Regions from separate parts of the Gossypium hirsutum genome. Here region 1 is linked to region 2. The links are chromatin contacts, called in public Hi-C maps. All regions are on one chromosome and are shown on one strand. Each heading gives the region's core, a stretch centred on a gene start, on an enhancer-like site or on the middle of the called end of the contact. The rest is flanking DNA. Distances are from core to core; before and after follow the strand shown.

Region 1 (5,961 bases), core at 205-2,704, 220 kb before region 2:
TTCTGGATCTTCTGATTCAATGAGCTTACAATTTTCATTGCCAAAAACAAAATTATTTTTTACACAAACACCATCCCCAACAAAGAAAAGATCCATCTATAAAATGTTTTCAAATGATGATAAATAATCCGTACGTATTCACCTTCCTTTATACCATTCTTGACACCTTGGCTTGGGACTGTATGTATATATGATCATCACATTCATGAACTAAGATGAAGATGAAGCTTTCCTTGATGTATTGATGTTCTTGTTGCGACAGTATTGGTAGCTATTCTCTTCCATTCTTTCCACCACGAAATGTGCTAGCACTTCGTTCAATTCCACCAAGTTTTCCTTGCACAAAAACTCGTCCCCAGACATCTTCTCCACATCTCTATAATAATCATGAACAAATATATGCGTCTTGGGATTGCCCCCTTTCTTGCTTCTTGCAAGCACCCCCGACGTGAAGATCGGTTGCATCCTTCCAGGGCCTTCGTCTCCTTCGCCTCTTGGCCCATCGATCAATATCAAGTCCCAATCCACTTCGTAAACATGGTTCGGTAAATCATTGATTCCCAGCTTACAATCTGAGAACAGCAGGTTTTGGACCGGCCTGCATTCGTTCCGGATCTGTACTTCAGCAGATGCTATGAGCTCTCTCGTTTCGCTTGCTTTGGTCGTGTATTGGACGTCGTAAGCGTCGATTTCCGGGTGCAACTCTTCGAAATAGGCCGCGTAGTACCGGTTTTCGTCGATGAAAACGGTGCGGCCATTGTGGTTCAGTGCTTTCCACAGGAGGGTTTCTTGTGTTAGACCGAAAACGAGGAAGTTGCATGGGGAGGAACATTTACGTAGGACATCAGAGATCGGCTTCAGCTCCGCATATGTCATGTGGAAACTGTCGTTGGATCTCGAAGCATAATGGAGAAGGGTGTTGATGACGGTGGTGGGCAATAGTGAACCACCACCACCACCAAAGGCGGACACAGATGAGCCGGGGCCTCTCACGGTTGTCCTTACGGCTGCTGTAGTTCTACCGGAAACAGACTCTCGGGTGTATATGAGAGTTAAAAGGAAGGCAATAGTGAAAAAGGAAATGAAGGCAAGGAGCCATAATCTGCTAGAGCTGCCTTGTTTTTGGATATAAGGATGGAGGAGGATTAGCTTGGTATTACTGTTACTGTTCTTCATTTCTTTTTTTCTTTTTTTTTTGCTTTTGCAATCGTGGAGAAGAATGTTTTGACTGGTGAGAGAATCAGAGAAAAATGGGGTTTGATTTAAAGAAGGTTGAAACAATATAGGATTAGGCAAACATGAAGTGACATTACGTTAAATTACATTAAAGTCAACCTAATAATATTCTAGAAAACCAAATTAAACCACATGGAAAACCATTTAAGTATTTCCTTTTTATGCTTTTGGGGTTTTGAAAAGTAGGTTGGCTTTGTTTTCACTGCAAAACTAACATGGAAGTGATGATTATTTGGGGTGAAAGAATGGTGAAAAGGGATTATCCAAAATTAGAAGTGGTATGAAAGAAACAGAGGAGAAGAGGCGTTGTTGAAGACCGGGGCCTGGTGAGGGGCAAAAGGAAAGTAGATGGGGAATATAATATTGTAGTGACCTGATAACTAATTAGAAGCCAAATGTCGCTTTTCCTTCATCAATTTTGGGTTTTATTCTCAAGTAACCTTTTTTTTATACATTTATATATACCATTTCTTAAATAATGAGTTTCCATTTGAAGGTGACAATTCACCTGCTCCAAATTTCCCATTTGCAGAAACCTGGATTTGGAATGAACAGAGTCACAGACTAAGTATGCAGGTTCTTTTATATTCCTTTAAATTAACTGATAGTCTGGTTTATAGTTATATATGAACAAAGTATAACCCAAAAACCCATATTTTTCATAACAAGTTCAGCTGATCTAAGGAATCATGTTCATTAGGAATTTATATTTGCAGGAAAGTTGTGTAAGTCCCTTTTCTTATTGGAGAGGCATGGGATTGTGCAATTATACATGTGAATCAGTGATCTCAGTGGCTTAACAGCTATGAACAGAATAGATTAACAAATGACTTGAACAGCAAGGTAATATAATCAATAGCATTACTTGTTTCAAACAAGGTTATTACAGTACAAGGAAATGGTGACAATCCTTACAGTGGCCCAGAAAAGGTAATGTCAGACCATCTTACTTTATGCTTCTAAACTTGTCGGTTAAAGCTTAGCCCTCTATAAAATTTTATTTTAGTCGCATTGGATTTTGCACATTAGTTTGTTTGTTGTTGATAGAATAATAGTATTAGATTAAATGGTTGTTTAAGTTTTTATTTTTTATTTTTAATTTAATGCTATGTTAATTATCATTCAAAATTACGGTGTAAGAACTAAAATATTATATTTTCAATAGTAGAGAGGTTAAAATTGCAGTAAACTCATCTTTTATCATTTGGATTGCAAATATAAAATATGAAGCCCTAAAAAAATTAGGTAGGGTATGGGCCAGTTGACTGAACAGTTCTCTCCTGGGTTTCACCACGCTCTTTTCTCATGTGCCACTGGTTAAACTAACATAAGGCTTCACACCATCGTTTTCAAGTGACAAAACTGAACAGATTTCTAAAAAGAAAAAAAACAACAAAGATAATATCCCCTCTCTTGTGCTTTTTTAGCCAAAGGGGCAGCTTTAATACTTTAGTTCTATGGTCCAATTAACACTTACAATTTACATTAAAGAAAACAAAACAACATTGACATGACCTTTGTGGATTGGTAACGTTCTGTTTGGCCAATAAAGCATCCATGTTTTTTGCTCATTGAAATGGAGCACAAAGCATGAAAGATTAAAGGGAAGGGCATTATTAAGGGATAAAAAGGGCACATGTTTAAGTGCATTTGGCTTCAAAGATGGGACATAAAGTTTGGGGCTTTCAACATGGGGAAGATATTCTATGACTGATGAACACTAATGAAGTAATTAAAATAAAAAAAAATTGTCAAATTACCCCATCTTTAATCATAACAAGATGGAGGTTGAAGAAGCATGGATTTTTTAAAGAATCTTTATTAGGTATTTAGTGATGGAAATAAAAGTGATATTTTAAAATATTTAATTAGTAATTATTATTTTTATTATTATAGTATTGAAAAGAAAAAAATGATACCATTACTATAAACAAAATTTGATAATAAATTGGGTAACATCGATGCATTAAATAAAAATTAAATGAGTAGTTATTAACATCAACTAGATGGATTATGTTTTAATACAGAAAATGGATATCATTTTATAATAGCAATTTTGTTTCTTCTTATCATTAAATATGATTGAAGACAAATTTTCTTGAGAACATGCAAACTTAGTTCTTCACCTTTTTACTCACTGGGTTGCTATTTACTTTAATGCCATTCGATTAAAGTTTTTCCTTTTTTATTTTGCTTAAGATTTTACTAAAGTACATTTAATTGCTTTTGTGATAAAAGAAGCCCAAGCCCTTTGTATGAATGATACCTTTTGATAGGTAATTTTGCACTTACAACGTTAGTCACGAAATTATATTATTTCCTCATTGATTTATTCCAAAGTTGCAAGCGCGAATCTATATGGTTCCTCCTCAAACGGGTTTCCTGTGGCCCGAAATTTCCAACACTAACGTACGTATAAAAAGCTAAAGCAGCACGGTCCCTAAAGCCTAGAAAGATTCCGGATCCGGATGGATTACACCCATTTTTCTTTCAATGTTGTTGGCCATAGGTAAGATTCAAATTCTGCCACATGGTTAAGGAGGCCTTTCGGAGTGGAACCATCCCAGAAGGTATTAACAATACATTAATTGCTATTATTCCCAAGTGTCAAGAAGCATCTTCAATCACTCAATTTGGTCCATTAGTTTAAGCAACATGACCTACAAAATTATCACAAAAATAATGGCTACGAGGATCAAACCAATCCTCCAAAATAATTTTTCTCCAATTCAAGGAAGATTTCTACCTGGCTGCTAAACTTCAGATAATGCTATTATTGTTCAAGAGATTATACATTTATTAAATCAAATGTAAAACAACGTAGGAGCTATGATCATCAAACTTGATCTCGATAAGGCATACAACAAATTAATTAGAGTGGTCTTTCGTGCGAAAGGTTTTATTTATACTTTATTTTTCCACTTAGTTAGGTCAAGCTATTATGGCCTGCATCTTGTCTACCATGACTACGGTTCTCTTCAATGGATCTAGGCTATATAGCTTTAAACCCTTACGTGACATTAGGCAAGGTAACCCTTTATCTCTCTATATGTTCATCCCTATATGGAATACTTGAACCTTCAAATCTCTAAAGAAGTGGAGGAAGGACAATGGAGCCACATCCAAGCATCAAGAAATGGTCCATTTCTTTCCCATCTATTCTTTGCAAATGATGTCAGTCTCTTTGCCAAATCCATTCTTAAGACGATTAATTCCATTAAGAAAGTGCTTCGAGTTTTTATGGAGGAATTGGCACAAGGTGTAGACCTTTCTAAGGTGGTTTTCTCCCCAAACTACCATGCACATAGGAAGAAAGAAATTGCCAACTCCCTGAATATTAAAGAATCCTTAGATTTAGGGTGATATTTAGGCTTTCCTATTCATTCCAAAAGAATCTCAAAACGGGACTACGAGGTTATTGTTGACAAAGTTTGAGGAAAGCTTAACGCTTGGAAAGCAAATATATTATCACAAGCAAGATAAATTGTGCTTATCCAATCTACGATGTCTTTGATTCCGAGATACTTCATGCAATGACGTTCCTTTCCACCGAGTACGTTGAAGGAACTTGATTGAATTAATAAGAACTTTTTATGGGGGAGACATAAACTCAAAGAAGATGCACCTTGTCAATCGGGCTAAAGTCACCCAACTGAAATCCCAAGGTGGCTTAGGATCATGATGAGCAAAGCTAGAAACCAAGCCTAATTAGTTAAGTTGGGTGGCATGTTATTTAGGAAAAAGATAAATTATGGGCAAAGGTCCTTACCTCCAAGTACACTCCCAACAATAGAATCGTGAGAAAAAAAATGGATGTCTTGCCTATATGGAATGCTCTAAAAAAGATTAGTCCCTTCCTTGAAAAGGGCTTGCATTGGGTTATTCAGAATGGAAACTCTACTAACTTTTAGAATGACAACTAGATGGGTAGGGATCCTATAAGAAAATTAGTAGAAAGATCGTTAAAGGAGGAAGAAAGCCTGTTGACTTTTAGTCAAGTACAAAATTTATAATAGAACGAGCAGTTTGCTATTTGATCTAACGTACAAGGACTACTTTGCCCTTTTTTATTAGAAAGGGTAAAATGCAATTTGACTTTTAATATAGAGGCCTCTATGGTACTTTTACCATATTTGCTTTTGGTTATACATAATTATGGTTGAAGCTTGATTTGAATATTAAAGGTCGATTTTTCTATACTATTATTTAAGCTCCTGATTGAGCTGGTATCACCCTCAACTAGGTCATCGACTCAGTTAGAAAAATTATGAAAATGCCCTTTCTTAAATAAAATAGGTTATATTATTCGAGGTTACTTTAGTCTTTTTTTAATTTAAAAAACCAATAAAAATATGCATAAGATGGGATTTGCACCCAAACCAATTGTATTAGTAAAACCTTTAATATACCACTCAACTAAAGGTTTATGTAACAACCCAATTTTTAATGGTGCCGGAAAAGGCGATTTCAAAACCCCATTTTCGTAAACCGGGTCCGTAGATATTAAATAATATTTAATATGAATATTTACAATGTTTTTATAAAATAATATTATTGTTTGGCCCATAAGTTTTGTCTATTACTTATTTAATTTAGATGTAGGGACTAAATTGTAAAAGTCCAATCGTTATAGGTTTTTAATTGGCCAAAGACTCAGGGACTTAAATTACAATTAGCTAAAGGTATAAAATGGTAATTTAACCATTTTATAATAGAAACTAGTGG
Region 2 (6,196 bases), core at 1,178-3,677:
GTTGAAAAGGATATATCTAAAAATGATATTAAATGAAAAGGATGTATGGAAAAGGGAATCATGGAATGAACCATTTGGTAAAGGTTTGTATATGTTTTGAAATAATTATGTATTTTGTTGAATTGAGAAAGAAGATGCTTGATTATGTTTTGATGATATTAATTTTAAGACCTTATGCATGATATGGCACATATAATGAGTTATGTACTTTCAATATTTATTTATTTGCTAATTGTGAAATGGTGTATATAGGAGGAATTATGCATATATGAATTTAACAATGCTTGAATGGTTAATCATGGAATTGTTATTTGGTAAGTTTTAGTTCTTTTATACGAACTTACTAATCATCGTTCACTTACGTGATATTTTGTTGCTCTGTCTTGTAGATTCAGAAAGCTTGTTTAGTTGAATTTCTATTGGAGCTCTATCACACTATTCATCGTTCATTTTGGTAGTTTTTGGATATTTCATCTTTTGGTAATGAATGGCATGTATAGGAATTTTATGTAATAGGTATGTTGGTTTAGTAAGAACTTATGGTAGGTTTTGGCCTTGTTTGAACTTAGTTGTATATAAGACTTTAGTTTGGTTGGTACATGTTTTGTTTTGGCTTGTAAATGTATATGTATGTTATGTCTTTGGGTCACTTTTAAATGCATTAAAAAAATGTGGCTTATTCATATATGTTTAGAGTGGTTTCATAATGTGTGAATATGGTAATGATGTTTAGGTTATAATGTAGCATTGAATGTATGAAATTGTTATGATTGTGGTGCCTTTGAATAGCATATTGGTTAGAATTTATAGGTTACTTGATTTGGTATATTTTGAATGAGTTTGAAGAGTGTTTTGATCATAGAAATGTATGTGCAAATAGTGTACCTTGTTAGGCAAGAATAAGAGTTGTAATGGCTTGTTTTAGGGGCTAATTTGGGACACATGGCCTAGGACACGGGCTGTCACACGGTCATGTGTGGCACACGGTCTACTCGACGGTCGTGTGTCTTTATTGTTTTTAAGTGCAGGTTTCACACGGTTTGAGACATGTCCTGCGACACAGTCGTGTAACCCAACTTCGAATATACACACGGTTGAGCACAAAATCTGCGACATGACTGTGTGACCCTATTTCGAATAACCAAATGGGCGGGTATACGAGTTGGGACATGGTTGTGTCCAGACTTCGAACGTCCACACTGTCTAGACTATGTCACACTGCCTAGCCACACTGCCGTGTGACCCCTGTTTCCAAAATTTTCATATTTTTCCAAAATTTTCTAATTTATTTCAAATTGATCCCTAATTGTTCGCAAATTATTTTTAGGGCCCGAAGGCTCGATTTAAGGCCTAAATGTGTATGTTGCTACGATTAAGATGAGATGTTGGAATTTATACATAAATTGAATAATTACTTTTGTTTTGAAATTAAAGGTTCTGCTATTGTACCGTAATGCTCCATAACCATAATCCGACAATAGAGATAGATTTAGGGTGTTACAATTTCATTTGTTGAAAGACTTTATCATTATACTTTAAGAAAGTTTGAAGCTATTGAGAAGTTGTACTATGAAGAGTTTTATGGGACTCAAAATAAGCTATTTGTTAAAATCAACTATTAAATTGAAGATAAAATCTTATCTGATTTTGACTAGAATGACTCTCGAAGAAGTATAAATAAGTAGGTTAGTCGCACATTGTGACATAGTTTTTAGAGTGTCTTTTTCGATTGCTTTATTGTGTATTCTTTTACTATTTTGTTTGAAGTATTACTTAAAGAGTTTTCAAGATTTTGCATTTGAGGATAATTTGGGAGAGTGATTGTAAAAGTTAGATTCAATATTGAGCTGCAATTATCTATTGTTATAAGGGTAAATTGGTTTTAAGTCAATAGGTAATTCAATTTAATTAGTATATATAACCGTTCCCTGAGCAAGGCTTTACAAAGTAGAATTAATGAATCCGAAGTTGATCTTTATTCTCTCATACTTTACTTATTACTTCACTTTGTCATAAGCTGCTTTGTTATAACAATAATTTAAATATTAAATTGGAGCAACTACAAATAGAAAGCTTTTTCAGATTAAATGAGAGTTAAATATATATAATCCTAAAAAAAAAAGGCTATTTGCGTTTAACAAGCAAGTAAAAATTAAAACATTTTTAATAATTAAATGAGGTTGTTGATAATCATAACACTACCATCTTGGAATTTGGTCAACCAATTAAGTGGTTGGCAATTGAAATTTGAAACAACCTCGGGCTTTAATGGATCCAATAATGGGCTCAAGCTCTATGCGTGGCCCAATAAAAGAAGGCACGTGACTGGCGAGGAGTATAGTGGCGTGGATTTCACGCCGGAATATAATACAACAGCTAATTCATTGACTTTTTTGTATTTAAACTTTTTAAAGCCAAAGATTAATTAATCCAACCTAAATATACATATATCTAAAAGCAACGAAGGTACCCCTTGGGATTGGGACCCACCCCACCAGATCAAATCTTAACCGCACGTTTCTCTCTTGGTCAACTCGGCGCAACGACTCCTCTCTTCATCAAGGGCACAACCGGAAGACCAAAATAATTAATATTTTATTATTTTCTTTTTATTTTAGACGACCAAGAGAAATTGAAAATGGAAAAGTCGATTCCATCAACGCCCTTTTTTTTTTAATATAATTTTCTTTATTATTAAAATTAATCCAAAAAAAAAACAATTATTTAAGAAAGGGGAAGAAAGAACATTTGGGTGAGGGTTTTAGAGAGAGAAAGAGAAGGCCGGAATCTGAAAGACAAGACACAGAGAAAAAGAGAGAGAGAGAGAGAGATGTCGGGAGGAATAGCGCGTGGTCGACTCGCCGAGGAACGTAAGGCATGGAGGAAGAACCATCCCCATGTCCGTGGAGTTTGTTTCCCTGCTCTTGTTTCTTTTTTTCTGGGTTTCATGTTTTAATTTTTTTTTATTTGTTTGATTTTTTTGTTGTTGAAATTTTAGGGTTTTGTTGCGAAACCAGAGACGTTGCCTGATGGAACGGTCAATTTGATGGTGTGGCATTGCACGATCCCTGGTAAAGCAGGAGTAAGTCGAAGAACTTCTATTTAATTTCTGTATTTTTCTTTTTCATTATCGTCGATAAAGTTTAATGGATTCTGCTTGTTGAGTTTGGTTCGTCAATTATTTTCTCTTATTTCTTTGGACGTGGATGCTGTTGTGCTGTTTATAGATTTTAAGATTTTAGGGTTCGTTTCTTCGTTTTGGCCTTAGAGAGGTTTTTTTCCTTTAAAGAGAGAGGGCGCTGCTGATTGATGTAAATGAACCCAAGTTTTATGTGATTTTATTGGGTTAAAACATGGACTAGCAAAGATATTGATAATTCTGGATTAAATTGAGTGCTGTGCTTTCCATATAGGATAATAGGAATATTTCTTTCTATTATGGTGCATATGGTATATGCGTGGTTTGTATGACTAGCTCGCATTCAGAATGCCGAGCCTAAACAAGTTTTTCATATATTTGTGGGTTACATCATATGTTATTTTCTTTTTTATTTTTTCTCGAGAATTTTAGGAAAATGGTGATTGATAGTAAACATGGATGGATATTGAAGACTGTGTGCTGACAATTTAATATGGTTTTTCTTTTTCTTTTGGGTACATAAAAAGGGGAAGGAATAATGGATTTTAGGCTTTTAGAAAGTAAGTTTTCGTTATATTTAAACAATCATCTATTGATGGTCAGTATGTTACTGTATGTAGATTTTTTATACTAGTCAGCTTTACATGATTTTATCAATCATGTTGTGAACAAGGACTTGTGGACTGGAAGCCTGGCAATATATTAGTTGTTTCTCAGATTCTCACAACTTGGTACTGTTATCCTTATTTTAATGGGTTATAGAATGGTTATGTGGCATTCGTGGCCCCTAGACAAGAGTTCTGTTATCATAAGGTGCTTTAAACTAATTGCTATCAGTTTTAATTCCTCTGCACTTCCCTCTTGTCTAAAGCTGTTATGAGTATCTCAGCTATTCTTACATTTCTCCTTCCTTTCTGTTTCAGGAGTTCTAATGGTTGCTGAAGCTCTAGCTTTCTCTTTCTCTTTTCTTTGCTTTAGTACACAAGCACACAGAGGCATGTTTTAACTGAATTGCATATCCTGACAGTCCATTTTCCTATCATTTTTGGCTGTTTTTATTTGGTGGTTCACTAACATAGATCGAAGTTCTTGTCCTTTGTTAGTTATTCAGTAATTAACCTGGTGTGGGGTGTTGGTTAGAATTAGGTTGCATTCATCATTGTTATTTTGTGTTAATGTAGATTCATTTGCGTTATTGACCATTATTGTATTTTCCTGAAATTCATCTGGTGGTGATAAAAATATGTATTTTTGTTGTCTCTTAACCTTGGAAAGTGGATCACCATTTAAAGCATGGGTATTTCTAGATATTACCAGGAGAAAGATTTTGGGATCTAGTAGCTCACTGCTTGCTTCTTAAGGCATCAACAATTTCAACAAGTAGCATGGCACTTCAAACAGCCTTTTCTAGAATTTTAAGTCATGAGGTTTTTGACTATTTGTATGTTGCAGACAGATTGAGCGCTAACAAGTTTGTGCTGCAAGTTTTAGATTTTCTTTGCAGCATTGGTGGTTGTTATTTAACTTGAAGAGTGACAGCTTTGTGGTATTGGTTTTGATCTTGTAATGATATTGCACCTCTGAAATTTTGGTTGTCGATTTCCTTATTTGCCTTATATATTAATTTCTTGAATGATGTCTGCAACTTTTATTCAATTCCTCTCAATATTATTTTTGCCCAATTCGTTCTATCTATCTGTCGTTACTATTCAGATCTGAGTTTTTGTTCTTTATATGGACAAGCTTGAAGGTGTGATGTCTGGATGCTTGTAATTTTATCTGGAGCATTTATTAAAGTCGTCAAAATGCTTCTTTTTCTTAAAAAAATCATGTTTAGAAAGTCAAATATTTGATTAAAAGGACTCATGAGAGTGTTGTGCGAATATATAGAGAGGAGTATTTAAAGAAAGTGTGCATGTTTGAATAGTTGTAGCTGTGTTTCTTTTAATGTTTGGATAGCTTAACTCCTTGCATCATCTATGTTACAGACTGATTGGGAGGGTGGCTACTTCCCGCTCACGCTCCATTTCAGTGAAGATTATCCCAGCAAGCCTCCAAAGTGTAAATTTCCCCAGGGCTTTTTCCACCCAAATGTTTATCCATCTGGTACTGTTTGCCTTTCAATCCTAAATGAGGATAGTGTACGTATCTCCTTCTCTTCAGTAATGGTTACGTGTTTGAATAGTTGTATTTCAGTCTATACAACCTGAATTTTCATGCCATTCTTATGTTGTACATAGGGTTGGAGACCAGCCATAACTGTGAAGCAGATTCTTATTGGAATCCAAGATCTTCTGGATGCTCCAAACCCTGCTGATCCTGCTCAAACTGAAGGGTATCACCTCTTCATCCAGGTATATTTTTTAAGTTGAGATTTTGCGAAGACTTCAAAACTTCCTGAAATTGGGGGCAACTGTATTTTTAGTTCATTAAATTTAAATTTGGGTGTTTTAAACATGATTGAATGAGGTTTTGGATTATTGTAATCAAAATCAATGAATGACATGCATAATCTTGTTTTGGTATATGCAGGATGCTAATGAATATAAGAGAAGGGTTCGCCAGCAAGCCAAGCAGTACCCACCTCTGGTCTAGTCTGTTGTTATTAAAAAATAGTAACTAAGACTTTCCATGAAATTGCTGGTAAAATGCCGGCTGGGTTGGCTGCTCGCCTCATGTATAATGCTAGACTTGGCTTTTGCTAAGAGAAAATATGCTTCCTTGGGTATTTGGTAATCTATATAAACTGTATGAACCAGCATTGGTATTTCAACTCTCATCGGATTCGGATTAATGGTTGTTTCTAATTTTATACTACTAGACTGATAGCTCCAAAGTGAGGCTTGCTTTTCTTTCAGACTCTGTTTGTTTCAGCAGAGCATCCACCAATGTCTCAAATAAATATGCCAATAGCTTTTAGTACTCGAAATTGCCAATTGTTTCAATGCCCAGGACGTGAAACGAGTTCTATCCCAAGTATATACAATTGCCTTTCTATTAGTGTTTAGCATTTGTACGATCCTGTCCTTTTATGGGGTTCACTTGTCTTTATAGCCT

What was found. A called contact is a pair of places that touch in the nucleus more often than the background predicts.
Region 1: a Hi-C map of leaf shows a contact between it and region 2, with 1.6 times the contacts expected there. The contact joins the promoter of LOC107901604 here to the promoter of LOC107913372 in region 2. A contact is called at or near these places in 4 of 34 Hi-C or Micro-C datasets (all in leaf).

The regions. Positions count from the first base shown.
Region 1 is chrA11:35,526,478-35,532,438 of Gossypium_hirsutum_v2.1, reverse strand. LOC107901604 (protein IRX15-LIKE) reads right to left here and starts at 1,454. Exons shown (of 1, transcript XM_016827674.2): 1 at 1-1,454. The coding sequence starts at 1,176. The coding sequence ends at 211.
Region 2 is chrA11:35,306,905-35,313,100 of Gossypium_hirsutum_v2.1, reverse strand. LOC107913372 (SUMO-conjugating enzyme SCE1) reads left to right here and starts at 2,427. Exons shown (of 5, transcript XM_016841939.2): 1 at 2,427-2,899; 2 at 2,999-3,082; 3 at 5,128-5,280; 4 at 5,380-5,493; 5 at 5,672-5,916. The coding sequence starts at 2,831. The coding sequence ends at 5,734.